2 separate regions of the Pan troglodytes genome follow, and region 2 is linked to region 1. A link is a contact called in public Hi-C data. All regions are on one chromosome and are shown on one strand. The core of a region is the stretch at or near the end of the contact, and the rest is flanking DNA. Distances in the headings are between cores, read along the strand shown. Region 1 overlaps LOC107976868 (a long non-coding RNA gene). Region 2 overlaps SEMA4D (semaphorin 4D).

What was found. Hi-C and Micro-C count contacts between places; a contact is called where the count stands out from the background.
Region 2: a Hi-C map of induced pluripotent stem cells shows a contact between it and region 1, with 2.0 times the contacts expected there. The contact joins two enhancer-like sites. A contact is called at or near these places in 2 of 7 Hi-C or Micro-C datasets (induced pluripotent stem cells and stem cell-derived neural progenitor cells).

The regions. Positions count from the first base shown.
Region 1 is chr11:48,920,771-48,927,135 of NHGRI_mPanTro3-v2.0_pri, forward strand. LOC107976868 (a long non-coding RNA gene) reads left to right here. Exons shown (of 3, transcript XR_008537120.1): 2 at 106-263; 3 at 1,534-1,699. Among named protein-coding and RNA genes, the nearest start is that of GADD45G, 52 kb to the left of the region's middle. Within about 2 kb of position 2,616, at least 1 of the 24 cell types and tissues checked has an H3K27ac peak or open chromatin away from gene starts, as enhancers often do. A contact at or near this core is called in induced pluripotent stem cells, where this site is marked.
Region 2 is chr11:49,059,428-49,065,792 of NHGRI_mPanTro3-v2.0_pri, forward strand. The region is part of intron 2 of SEMA4D (semaphorin 4D); the gene reads left to right. Among named protein-coding and RNA genes, the nearest start is that of SEMA4D, 84 kb to the left of the region's middle. Within about 2 kb of position 3,479, at least 4 of the 24 cell types and tissues checked have an H3K27ac peak or open chromatin away from gene starts, as enhancers often do. A contact at or near this core is called in induced pluripotent stem cells, where this site is marked.

The sequences.
Region 1 (6,365 bases), core at 1,366-3,865:
TGCCCAAGGGCACCCACTTCCCAGGGCTACTCCTGCATGGGCAGGGCACGCCAGCAACAGCAGCCTGGAGGCGTGGGGACCAGTGACCCTTCTTCAAATTGCCAGGCCTCAGTGTTCCTCGAAAACCCCAGAGGGGCCTGTGGTCGTCCTGGAAAGCCAAGAGCTGCTGGACCAAACTTATTTGATCTCAAAAAGAGAAGAAATGTGTAATTTCCAGCCCTGAAAGGTTGTGGAGCACACCCACAAACACCTGTCATAGCTGTGTGAGTATCTTTACTTTTCAGGCATGCATGGTTCACTTCGTTTCTTCACTGAGACTTGACGGAGGGCCTTGGTATGTCAGGAACATCTTTAGTGTCTGGGGAACAGAGGTGAAAAAGACATGAGGTGCCCACTTGTGCAGCTGACACACAATAAACACAAACAAGAGAAATATCAGGGAGTAGCCACTGAAATGCAGAAAGTTAGGGAGTGGACACACAGTCAGGACAGTCAGGACACACCAGCTCCTATGGGTGGAACAGTCCCCAGGGTGTCTTGGGGTTTCCACGTGAAGGAGCAGGGAAGTGCTCGGCGAGTTCCCTCAGGCTAGCAGGGCCTGTCCCAGGAAGTAGGAGGGCAGGGAACTGGGGAGGAGGCCAAAGGAGAGGCCGGCAGATGCGGACGGCCTTGGAGTCCATTTCCAGCACCTTGGCAGGCTATCAGAGGGTTTCAGCAGGAGAATGGTAAGACTTGACTTGGGTTTTTCAAAAATCCCTGAGCATTTTCAAGAATGCCTGAGCTGTTTTAGAGACTGGATTTGGGAGTGGGGAGCAGGAGTGGACTCAAGGGCCAGGTGGGGCCTCCTACAGTGTCCAGGGAGACAGAGGGTGGTGGCCCAGGGAAATGTGGGGACAGATGGGGTCAGGACACATTTCGGAGTTAGGGAACAAGATATACTGAGGGATTGGAGAGAGGAATCAAGGATGACTCCTGGGCAGAGGTGGAGTGGACGCCCACTCACCAGCGACTCAGGCTGAGCGGGGCTCTGCCCTCCTCGCCTCCCTGCAGCTTCTGGGTGGAGAGGCTCTTTCTCCCTGCTCTCCCCTTCTTTCCACTCTTCTGAAAACACAGCTCAGCTTGCATCTGGTTGCATGCAACAGAAATGGATTCTGGCCCACTTCCAGAAGAAAAGGGTGTGATGGAAAGAAGTGGGTTGGGGTCAGGCTCAGAAACCCCAAGAGAAGCTCCTGGGGAAGGGAGGGGCTAGGGCTGCTGGGGTCCCTGAAGCAATTGCTGATGAAGGATCCCTTCTGCTGTGGAGGTAAATCTCCAAGAAAGGTCTGAAGTCCTCAAATGGCTTACTGGAAATCCACACTTCCCAGAAAGTCCAACTGGCCAAGCAGGATGTCCTGTTGTGACAGGACTTTTCACCCACAGTCTCACTCACCAAGATTAATGGTGAGAAGCATCCTGTGCAAGAAGTCAGAAGAGGGAGCAGAGGCTGGGGCCACCAAAGCTCGCAGTACAACCCGCTCTCGACTCTATTTTCAGATGTTTTGGGTGTGAGTCCTGGCTCCAGAGTTGTGTGATGTGGCCAGATTACTTATCTTCCCTGTGCCTCAGTCCCCCATCTGGGAACATGGAGATAACAGCAATGTCTACTTGATAGAGATGTTACAAGAATTGAGTGTAAAATAGAAGAGTTTCTGGTATCGGATCAATGCTCAATACGTGTCCTTGTTATTACTAATTATTGTATAACTATGATTCCTCTTGGACAAGCAGGGACAGAGGATCTTAGGGGAAGGAAGCCAAGTAGGGGAGTCAGAGGCCACGTGAATTCCCTCAATGCAGAGGGTCCACCATGTGCCTGCTCAATGGGGAACTGACCCATGACTGTCTTTAGGGATGGGTGGGAACCTAGAATGCAAGTTCTCACTGAAACAATCTCTGGGCCAGTGAGTTTCTGGAGCAGCCAGCACACACCTGCCTAATTCGTGTTAGAGCTAAGCTCTACTTATTACAGCCCATTTCTGTGGCCAGCATTCTCAGGTGCTTCTGTGGCAAGGTGCTCACTCAGCACCTGCCACACAGTGGCAGAGAAGGTAAGAAACCTGGACTCGCACCACCCCCCAGAGCGGAAACAAGGCTCCCTGCCTCTCTGGTATCCCAGGGCTCCAAGCAGGAGTGCAGAGCTGGAGGAGGAGTGAGCAGGTCCCAAGGCTAGGGTGAAGAGGGCTTCCGGAGAAGTGGACAGCAGGGTAGGGGCTGCAGGAAGGACACAGGGCTGAGAGGGTGGCTGCAAGACAGCACAGGGCAGTGCAGAGAAGGAGATGGAGGCTGCCTGGGCTCTCTGGGAGGGAAGGAGATGGTGGTGGGGCGGGCCTGGGGGCAGCTGCAGCCCTGTCACACCTGTAGAGATGAACAAAGAAAACCACTTTAGTTTGTTAACGTTTGAAGGCGTCCTCAAGATGAAAAAGAGTTAAGAGTTACTATTAAATACTGTAATTACGCGTTTCAAAAGCCCTCAGAATAGGGAATGAGGAAAACAGCTCTACACATCACTGCGCATCTGCGTGCAGGTTAATGCCTGCTGACAAGGACATTTCCGCTCCTCATCTGGGAGCAGGCCTTGACTATAGTCATCCAGGTTCCCAGCTCACCTGGGCATATTAGCATATTAACCTAGGAGAGAGAAGAGACAGGGCTGGGGCCCCTTCTGGTGCGAGACGGAAAGATCCTTCTACAGCCTGCACCCTCATCTCAGAGGGACAGCCCGTCACCTTTGCCCTGCGGGAGGAACTCACACAGCCAGCAGGGGACAGACCCTGGCCTGATCCCACCCCCTGCCCACTCTACCTGCCCCCTTTCCAGACCACCCCAGCTGAGAACATCTGCACTAAGGCCATGGCTTTAGTGCACATCGAAGAGCACCCGGGGGGAATACATTTCCAGAATACATTTCCTAAAAGATTGCACAGGTTACATATATCCCGTTGCAGTGACACAAAGTCCTGAGGTGGCAGGGTCCTGACTGTTCCCTGGACTCATGGCAGTGACCCCCAGTGGCCCACACCTTGTGTCATTCCCTTCCCTTCCATGTCAGCAGGACCTGCGGCTCACTTGTAACTGACAAAGCAGCGCAGAGGGAACAGGCTGTCCCTCTGAGATTAGGAGCGGGATGTAGAAGGCTCCCTCCAGCTCACATCATCAGGAAGCTCCTCCAGGTGGCCTTGCAGAACAAGCTATGCAGTGAACTGTCCACGGAGAAGACCGCCTGGCAGAGCGGCCTCTGGCCCACAACCAGTGAGAAGTTGATAAAAAGATCTTTCAAACAGCTTTATTCCCCTGAATTTGAAGTCAGAGAAAAAAGACACAATCCTGGCTGGGCACAGTGGCTCATGCCTGTAATCCCAGCACTTTGGGAGGCCGAGGAGGGTGGATCACAAGGTCAGGAGTTCAAGACGAGCCTGGTCAACACGGTGAAACCCTATCTCTTCTAAAAATACAAAAAAAAGAAATTAGCTGGGCATGGTGGCAAGTGCCTGTAATCCCAGCTACTCAGGAGGCTGAGGCAGAGAATTGCTTGAACCCCAAAGGCAAAAGTTGCAGTGAGTGGCGATCACGCCACTGCACTCCAGCCTGGGCGACAGAGCAAGATTCTGTCGCAAAAAAAAAAAAAAAAAAAAAGACACAGTCCTAGGAGAAACAAAATCTACCAAAACTGACCCACACACACAAATAGAATACATGAATAGCCCTTTACCTGATAAAGAAATGAAATATATAATTCAAAACCCTCCCACAAAGATTACTCCTTAAGAGATAAATTCTTCCAGAAAGTGGTAATAGAGGAAACAGTTCCCACTCAATTCATATGGCCTGCATGATTGTAATCCCTGAACCCAACAAGAACGTGAGGAGAAAGGAAAATTGCAGGCTGATCTCTCTTACAAACAAAGGCATAAAATCCCCAATAACATATTAGCAACCTGAATCCAGCAATTTATAAAACAGGGATAACAGATCATAACTAAATTGAACTTATTCCAAGAATGCAAAGTTGGCTGAATATTGAAAAATCAAAGTATATTGCCATATTAAAAAGATAAATAATTTTTAATTATATAAAATCATTTTAATAAAAGCAGAAAAGTATTTGATAAAGTTCCAGCTATTCATTGAGAAATAAAAATAAAATCCTAAACCCCACAACTGAGTGAATGGACCCTTTCTTGGCCAAGGGGACCCCAGGGTTAAAAACTTCAGTGTTATAAAGATGTCAATTATCTAGAAGTTGATCTGTAAATTCAATGTGATTCCAGTCAAATTTCCTGTGTGTGCGTGGGGTGGGGGGTGGGGGGAATGGTGTGTGTGTGTGCGTGTGTGTGTGTGTAAAAGCTGAGGGCCGGGTGCGGTGGCTCACACCTGTAATCCCAGCACTTTGGGAGGCCGAGGCCGGTGGATCTCGAGGTCAGGAGATCGAGACCATCCTGGCTAACATGGTGAAACTCTGTCTCTACTAAAAATACAAAAAATCAGCTGGGCGTGGTGGTGGGCACCTGTAGTCCCAGCTACTCCGGAGGCTGAGGCAGGAGAATGGCATGAACCCGGGAGACAGAGCTTGCAGTGAGCCGAGATCATGCCACTGCACTCCAGCCTGGGCGACAGAGCGAGACTCCATCTCAAAAAAAAAAAAAAAACTGAGTTTCCAGCCATGATGGGATGAGAGGTCAGACCCACCTGAGTATGCCCCCTTCCTTATTAATCTTTAACCAGAATTATTTCCTAAGGAATAAGCAGAAACCAGCTCTGGAAAACAAGAAACAGACAATCATTAGCCAATCACCTCAGGCCTCAATCAAATGATCTCTTCGTTTTGTGCGTTCGACACAGCTGACAAACATCCCTTTCTGAAAACTGACCACCATCTCTTGACTAATTTGGGTCAATTTACGGAGAACTCTCAGTGAGAGTTTTTTTGTTCTCTATTTCACCTTTAGACATCAGAGAACCTAAAACTCCATCCTTGGATGGTGCTAACACTGCCCATTTTAAATATGTGACCAGTGAAGAGGTGTGAAGCTCAACTGTGTATTTTTACCTTTCATGAATATTCGTGACTCCTCCCATAGCGTGCTGAATATGCATACTTAGCCAGCCGGTTCAGCATGAATTCCTGACTTACTCTTCCCTCCCTCCAAGCACTTGCTCTCGGTGTGAAGGCTGTGCTTCCCAGTCTGCAGGATGGCCAATCTACGGGCTGCAACCCTTTATGAGAAATAAAGCTCTCCTTTCCAAATTGATGAACCTTGTGATTCTCTTCAGTTTGCATCATGTTTTTTTTTTTTTTTTTTAGAAAACGTAGAAAAGTGGAAGTAGGACAGTTCCTTTAACTGATAAAGGGTAATCATAAATGTTTATTTAATGGTAAAATGTTGAAATCCTTTCTTCTGGGATTGGGAGGAAGACGGATGCCACTCTTGGCACTGCTGATCAGCACTGTGCAGAAGCCCATAGCCAGAGAATGGCAAGAAAAGGAATAAAGGGTGCAAGGATTGGAAAAGAAGAAATGAAACAATCAATAACGTGAGTAGTACGATTGCCTAGGACGAAAATCCAAGAGGGTGGATGAGAAAATTGTTAGAATTTAGAAGTACGTGTAGCAAGTTTCCCAGATAAAGATCAAAATTCAGAAATCAGTTATACATCTTCATACTAGCAACAAAGAGAGAATTATTTTAAAATATATCATTTATGATTATACCAAAAATATCAAATGCTTGGGAATAAACTTGATGAAAGATGTGCAAGAGTCTATACAGCAAAACATAAAACAACATTAAGAAATTTTCAAAAGACCTAAATAAATGAAGAGCTATACCATGTCTACGGATGAAAAACTTCAATGTTATAAACATGTCAATTCTCTAGAAGTTCATTCATAAATTCGGTGTGATTCCAGTTAAATTTCCATTATGTGTGTGTGTGTGTCATGTGTGTGTGTGAAACTTGACAAGCTGATTCTAAAATACATGAAAATGGAAGAGCCAGGACATTCAACAAGGTTGGAGGACTTGTTCTAGTGGACATCAATTTATGATAAACGCTCAAGAATTAAGCCAATGTGATATTGGCTCAAGGATAAAAAAGAAAATCAGCCAATGGAACAGACTAGAACACCCAGAATGATATCACAAAAATATGATAGTTGATTTCCGAGGAAGGTGGTCCCACAAAGTGGTGGGGTCTTTCCAAGGAGTCCTGTGGAAACACTGAGATCAGATATGACCCTTGGCCACTGCCTCCCACAATTCCAGGTACACTGAGAATCTATTTGTAAAAGGCAAAACCCTAGAGCTTTGGGTTACTTTTAGAAAGTA
Region 2 (6,365 bases), core at 2,229-4,728, 140 kb after region 1:
GTGTGTGTTGTGTGTAGATGACGCATCCTCTGTTGACACGGGTGGGTTGCGCCTCGCGTGTTGTTGCTCTACACCTGTCTTTGGTGTGATGGGCTCACAGGCAGTTCGTGTAGACCAGCTTTAGTCTTTGTAATGGTGTTGTCTTCCTTGCCTGACTGTTAACCTGCCCCTCATTGAGGAGCATCCCCTTTGGTTGCACATTTTACTGTCACGTCATGGCAGGGTGGTCTTCCCACGTGTCGCTTTGCACGCCTGTAGCTGTGCACACATAGTTTGCTGCCCAAGAGTTGCCAGGGGATCAGAGTGTGCAGACATCTGGATAGTTCAGAATTGCACCCAGAAGTCCTTTACCCCACACCTTCCCAGCACTGACTAGCAGCAGACTTTTAAATTTCAGCCTGCTTTGTGGACAATAATGGGTATTTTATTTTAATTTACATTTGGTTTGTGGAGTTAAGCACCCTTGGAATTATTTTTGAAGGTAGGACAGTTTTATAAGAGGTGGAAAATTAAGAATACAAATAAAGTCCACTTAAAGCAAAACTTTTCTATATAATGTCTTTTATGTAATTTTGCCCTCCCTGCAAGCCAAGCTCTGGGGGACCGAAGCACCAGTTTTAGTGTCATATCAAAGGCTCTACCAGTGTAAATGGTGACCGACCTTTGGCATTCTGGAAGCATCTCTGCCGGCTGGGTTCTATCCGGTGCTGAGCTCTGCTGGTTGCCAGCAGCCCCTGAATTGCCACTGTCTCAGTCAGCTCAGGCTGCTCAAACAAAATGTCATAGACTGGGTGACATAAAAACAGACATTTATTTATCCATTCCGGAGGCTGGGAAGTCCAAGATCAAGGCGCTGGCAGATTTGGTGTCTGGTGAAGACCCTCCTCCTGGTTCATAGACAGCGTCTTCTCACATGGTTGAGGGGTGAGGGAGCTCTCTGGGACTCCTTTTATAGGGGCACTACTTCCATTCATGAAGACTCTGCCCTCCTGACCCAGTCACCTCCCAAAGGCTCCCTCTCCAGAAACCATCACATTGGTGGTTAGGATTTCAACATCTGAATTTGGGGGTAATCCAGACATTCAGACCATAGTATCACCTTTGAAAGACATGACACCAGGCATCCCTTTAGGGCCGCAGGGTTAACACAGTCCTCCCTGAGGGGCTGGCCAGCCACTTCCCAGAACAACCCCACACTGTGCCTGGGAGCCAGTGTCCAGTAGGGAGACCGTTGGCCCCCTTAGAGGTGGCAGCAGGTCAACATTAGGCCAGTGGAAGATGATTATTTTTGCTAGCACTAACCTGCTTGGGCCCAAGGATGCATGCACACACCACACACCCTCCAGAAAAGACAGTATTGTCTGTATCCAAGTCTGAAGAGTAGAGTGATGTCACACAAATGGCATGACAGTCTGCATCTCTGTCATGCTGGCTGCTGCTTAGAGGGGTCCCCACTCTTCCTCTGAAGGGCCCTGTTCCTGCCGCCACTCTGCGTGCATCCTCATAGCGCTTGTCCTGCCAACATTGCTGATAGATGGATGTGTGTGTTCTTCACTCCCACCGCCCTCTGTCTCTCTCCCTGGGTTTCCCATTCTGTACATGCTGCACCCAGGGGTTTGGGAAGTGGGTGAGGGTTAGAGCATGTCTGAGATATCCTGGCTGTGGCTCGCTTGCTCCTGCAGGGATGTGGCTTGAGGGTGAAGTAGACTGGTCCTGGCAGCTGCCCTGCTGGGTGAGTCCGGCCCAACACAGGTGCAGGGCTAGGCATGTCCCTGCAGAGCTGGAGTGCTGGTCTCCAGGGATCCATTTTAATTCTAGGAAAACTGAAGTTGGAACAATAAACTGTTTATTGTGCTTGTGACCTAGACAGCTCCTGAAACCCATTCCTGATTCCTGATGGGATAAGGCCATTTTATCCTCAGTTTGCAAGGCAGTGACATCAGCATCCTAACTGGAGGTGGGAGAGGGGTTTCTGGGGGCAGAGGACATCCCAGGGTGGGGATACTAGGTGGCCAGGCACTGGCAAGGCATGGTTGGTGAGGGCTGCGGTGTCTTCTGTTTCCCAGCACCTGGCTGCCTGCTTCCAGCTGGGAGGGAAGATGTGGTGAGTGCGTGTCCTCCACTGTCCTGGTTGTAGGGCCTGGAGAGACTCTAAACTTTACCTGCCCCATCTGGGCAAACCCCTGAGATAAGAAATAAGCCAGAACACGCTCCCCCAGGCAGTGGTTTGCATGCAGTGAGGTCAGGGGTCCAGGTAATGACTGCCTATGTTAGATTGGCCAGTCCACAGCTGTCACCAGAGATCCCCTTTCAGTTTCCCTGGGATGCCAGCCAGGGCATTTTAATGCCAGTGTTGCATCCTGTTGCTGGCAGAAGCACTGACACCTTCCATGTGGTAGTGACTGGTGTCCCCTCTGTAATCTACCCTAGCTGCCAGACAGCTGATCCCAGGAAGGAGCCGAGACACGGGTGACTGGACAGTCCCCAGATGGCATTTTGGTTCATGGTTCCTGCCTTACAGGACGCTTGCCAGCAGTCACTATTCACATCTAAGATGCAACACTAGATCAGAATGTATGTTCTGCAACAGAGTGACACATGCACAGATGCACATATACACATGCACACACAGATGCACACATACATGTCTGCGTACACATACACAGATGCGCACACAGATGCATGCATGTATGTGCACATATAGCTGTGCACACATACATGTATATGCATACACAGATACATATGTATGGATATATATACACAGACATGCACAGGTGCACGCATTATACACACACATACACAGATGCCCATGCATACACATATGTATACACATGCAGAGATCCAAGCAGATGCACATGCACTCACACAGGTGTACATATATATGCACACAGACATACACATGCATATGCAGACATACACATGTACACAACACACCTGTACAGATGTGTACAAATGTACAAACATGGATAGGTGCACATATCTATGCGGGTTCATGTGCACACATACAGAAATACAGATGCACATGCGTGCACATACACAGATGCATACACACAGATGTACATGTGTCCACATATATATACATACACGCAGACATGTTTGCACAGTGGTTGCTGGGTACTCCCATTTTCTCTGCTGTGACCTCCTGCCTTGATTTGAAGACCCCTGGGGGTGGGAGAGCTGCCTTCTGACAAGTACTGACAGGCAAAAGAGTGTGGGGCTCAGAGCCCCCTCGGAGTTCCATTCTGCTGACATTTAAAGTGGGCTCGTGCACCCTCATGAACAGCCCCAATTACGTGTAAGTAATGAGAGTGACATTTCATAACCCTGTCTTTCTAATGGGCTCCTGTGTCAAGTCATTCTTTCTGAATGCAAAGGGCAGCAATTTCACACTGTCAGGGCAAAATGCACATGCATACAGCTCAGCTCCCAGCGGGATACCTTTGCTTCTCAGAAATGGCGAAGAAAGCCAGCAAAATGGGCTTTTTCTCCTTTTGTTTTAATTTAACTATTTAGAGTGAGGTCCTTAGTGTAACACCCATCAATGATTATGGAGCCACTGTTCTGAAAGAACTCGTGGGGCCGGCAGATCTGTGTGAGTGTGGTGTGTGCTTTGCTTAAAGCAACTTTAAAATTATATGAAACAATGCATTCTTGTTGAAAAAGGAAAAAAAAACCCTCCAATGTCACAAAGAAAATGTGCAGCCCCTCCCCCTCCCTGGGAGGAGCAGTGTGTGGCATGGGTCTTCTGTCCTGACCTTTGGCTACTCATGTGGACTGTTTTAAAGGCCATTTGAGAAGAGCAGCAGGGCCTGATTTATGCCATCGAGAATCTGGTGTCTGCTAATGAGATCAATACACTGCAGACCTGGATATAAATCCGTGCCAGGAAGCCTGGTGGTCAATCATTGTTCTCAGGGCAGGGCCTGGAAGTCAGGTGGGGGTGCCTGTGCCCTGCTGAGCTCTACATGGCAGTGTCTGGATTGGTCCAAGGTAAAAGCAAGCAAGAAAAAGGTTTCTTTTCAACATAACCAGTTTGAGTAACCGCATAAACAGCACCAGTCCTGACAGTCCTTCGTAACCATTTAAAGCCACCCAGGAGAACCTGCTGGCTTCCACCTGGGCACCTGCTGACACTCCTGGAAATACCTTCTCTCAGCCACATTCGTTCGGGAATGGCTTTGCCATCCCTGGGTTTGGTCGTGGATACTATTACAAGATTTGTTTTCAATCTCTCTTCACTGGCGATTTTGTTTTGTGGAACTTTCCACTCTTGGCTCCTTACCTTTGTCCTCTCCAGGTCTGGCCCGAGTCTTCTCACTGGGATGTTTGTGTTTCTCCTGTTCTGCCTCAACTAAGTCAGGGAGGCGTTTTCAGGTCCTTAGGCCAAGTGCTATGAAAACAATACCACAGAGGGGGATGGAGTGTGGGGGTCAGGGGAGGCAAAGAGTGACTGTGGGATGGAGCCAGCCACCAGCAGCTCCTGGGGGGAGAACAGTCTGGAAGAGGGAGCAGCAAGTGCCAAGGCTGCGAGGCAGCCTGGGACGGGTGGGGTGCATCGGAGGGAGGGGGCAGGAGTGGAGTGGAAGAGGCTGGCCACATTAGGTGCTGGCATTCTGCATTAAATCCTGTGCCACTGCCCAGCGCTTCGGCTTTGCGGTGCACAATCCTATTTTTACAGCGTGTTTGAGCCCCCAGATGTGGCTGCCCTAGGGACCCAGGCTCTGCACAGAGTCAGCTCACTCTTCCGGTCCTTGGGAGCCTCCCTTCAGGGGGTCGTGTCTTCTGCTTCTGGATCCACTGGGCTGCTTTCCCCAGGCTGTGAGGAACCAGAACATGGATGTCTTTTTAAGGTGAATTCATTTTATGAGAGTAATTAATGCAGGTAATTTTAAAGTGAAGTAGTTCTTCTTTAACTTGAGAGAGGAAGCAGCACTTGCTTGTCTTGTCCCTTTGTCCCTTCCCTGCTGCCCTGAGACACTGAGTTTCAACTATTTTCACCATTTTGGTATTTTCCTTCAAATTAGATACACCTACATTTCCTGACTTTTCCATCTTAGATGTTGTATTATGATGGAAGACAGGATTGTGTTCTCCAACTCTTGTCCCCTCCCCTTCCCTCTCTTTCTTCCCCCAGACCTCCAGTGGAGTTAGTCGTAATTTTTGTCATGGGGGCTGTGCAACTGGGCAGTGATAGGTACACTCTGGTTACATTTCCATTCATGGGTCACTCTTGCTTCCCTGGGGTTAATAACTTCATTTTCTAATCTGTGTATCTGTTCTAATTCATCTTCAGACTCCTTGCCAGAGCCTTAAAATGCATTTCTGAGAACAAAGCCACAGATGCAATCAGTAATCCACTGTGCCTTCTCCTGCCCCGCCCCATTGGAGCCTCTGCCTGCTCCCCAGCTCCCCGCTCTCTCTGCCTCTCCTCCACTCGCTTCCTAAGAAAGAAGACCTGGGAAGCAGCTCCCTTGTTTTGGTGGAGCAAATCCTGCAGTAGCTTTCTGAGAAAGAAGTTGAGGGAGGTAAAACATTTGAGAACTTGTAGGTTTGAAGCAGTGTTCTGTACTGCACTCATACTGATTGATAATTTGACTAGATGGGGAATTCTAGGTATGAAGTCATCTTCCCTGGGATTCAAAGACATTGCTTTGCTGCCTCCAGTGGGGCACTCAGAGGTAATTTCTTTGTGGCCTGTTTCTTTCTGGAAGCCTCATGTAACCCTCATTTCAGGATGATGTGTCTGGTGTGGGCGGGTTCCTTTCATTCACTGTGCTCCTGGGCCCTGTTATTCCGAAAGCTCAGGTCCTTCTGTTCTAGTTATTTTCTTTTTATTACTGCTTTAATAATTCCTCATTTTTTTCCCAGAGCTCCTGCCAGTTCCGTGTGGGACTCCTGAATGGATCGTCCAGTCGTCTGTTCCCCGTTTTTTCATCTCTGCTACATGTGTAACTTCTAGGAAACCTCTTTAGTTTACTTTCCAGCCTTTCATTTCTTTCACCACATTTTACTTTTAAGGTTGCTTCCATTTTCCAGGTTGTGTTTCTTTGTGACTTCTTCCAGGCCCTGGCTCAACTCTGGTCTGAAATTCAAATCAGTCAGCTCTGGTGGTGTGTGACAGGGTTGGTGGTAAACATAGCCACTGTTAAAAATTAAATATGTGGACTTAAAATGAAACAAATTATATTTAAAAAGGTAAAATACTCAGAACTCATTCCTTTCTAGTATCGTGTGCATTCTACTGTTATCTGTGTGGTTGCAGTTACTCGCCTCTTGTATCTGAGATGGCAGTGCCATGTGCTGGGTGCTGCTGTGCACCTCTCCCCAGTTCAGCGGCATCATTCTGGGAGCTCGAAAGCAGCATT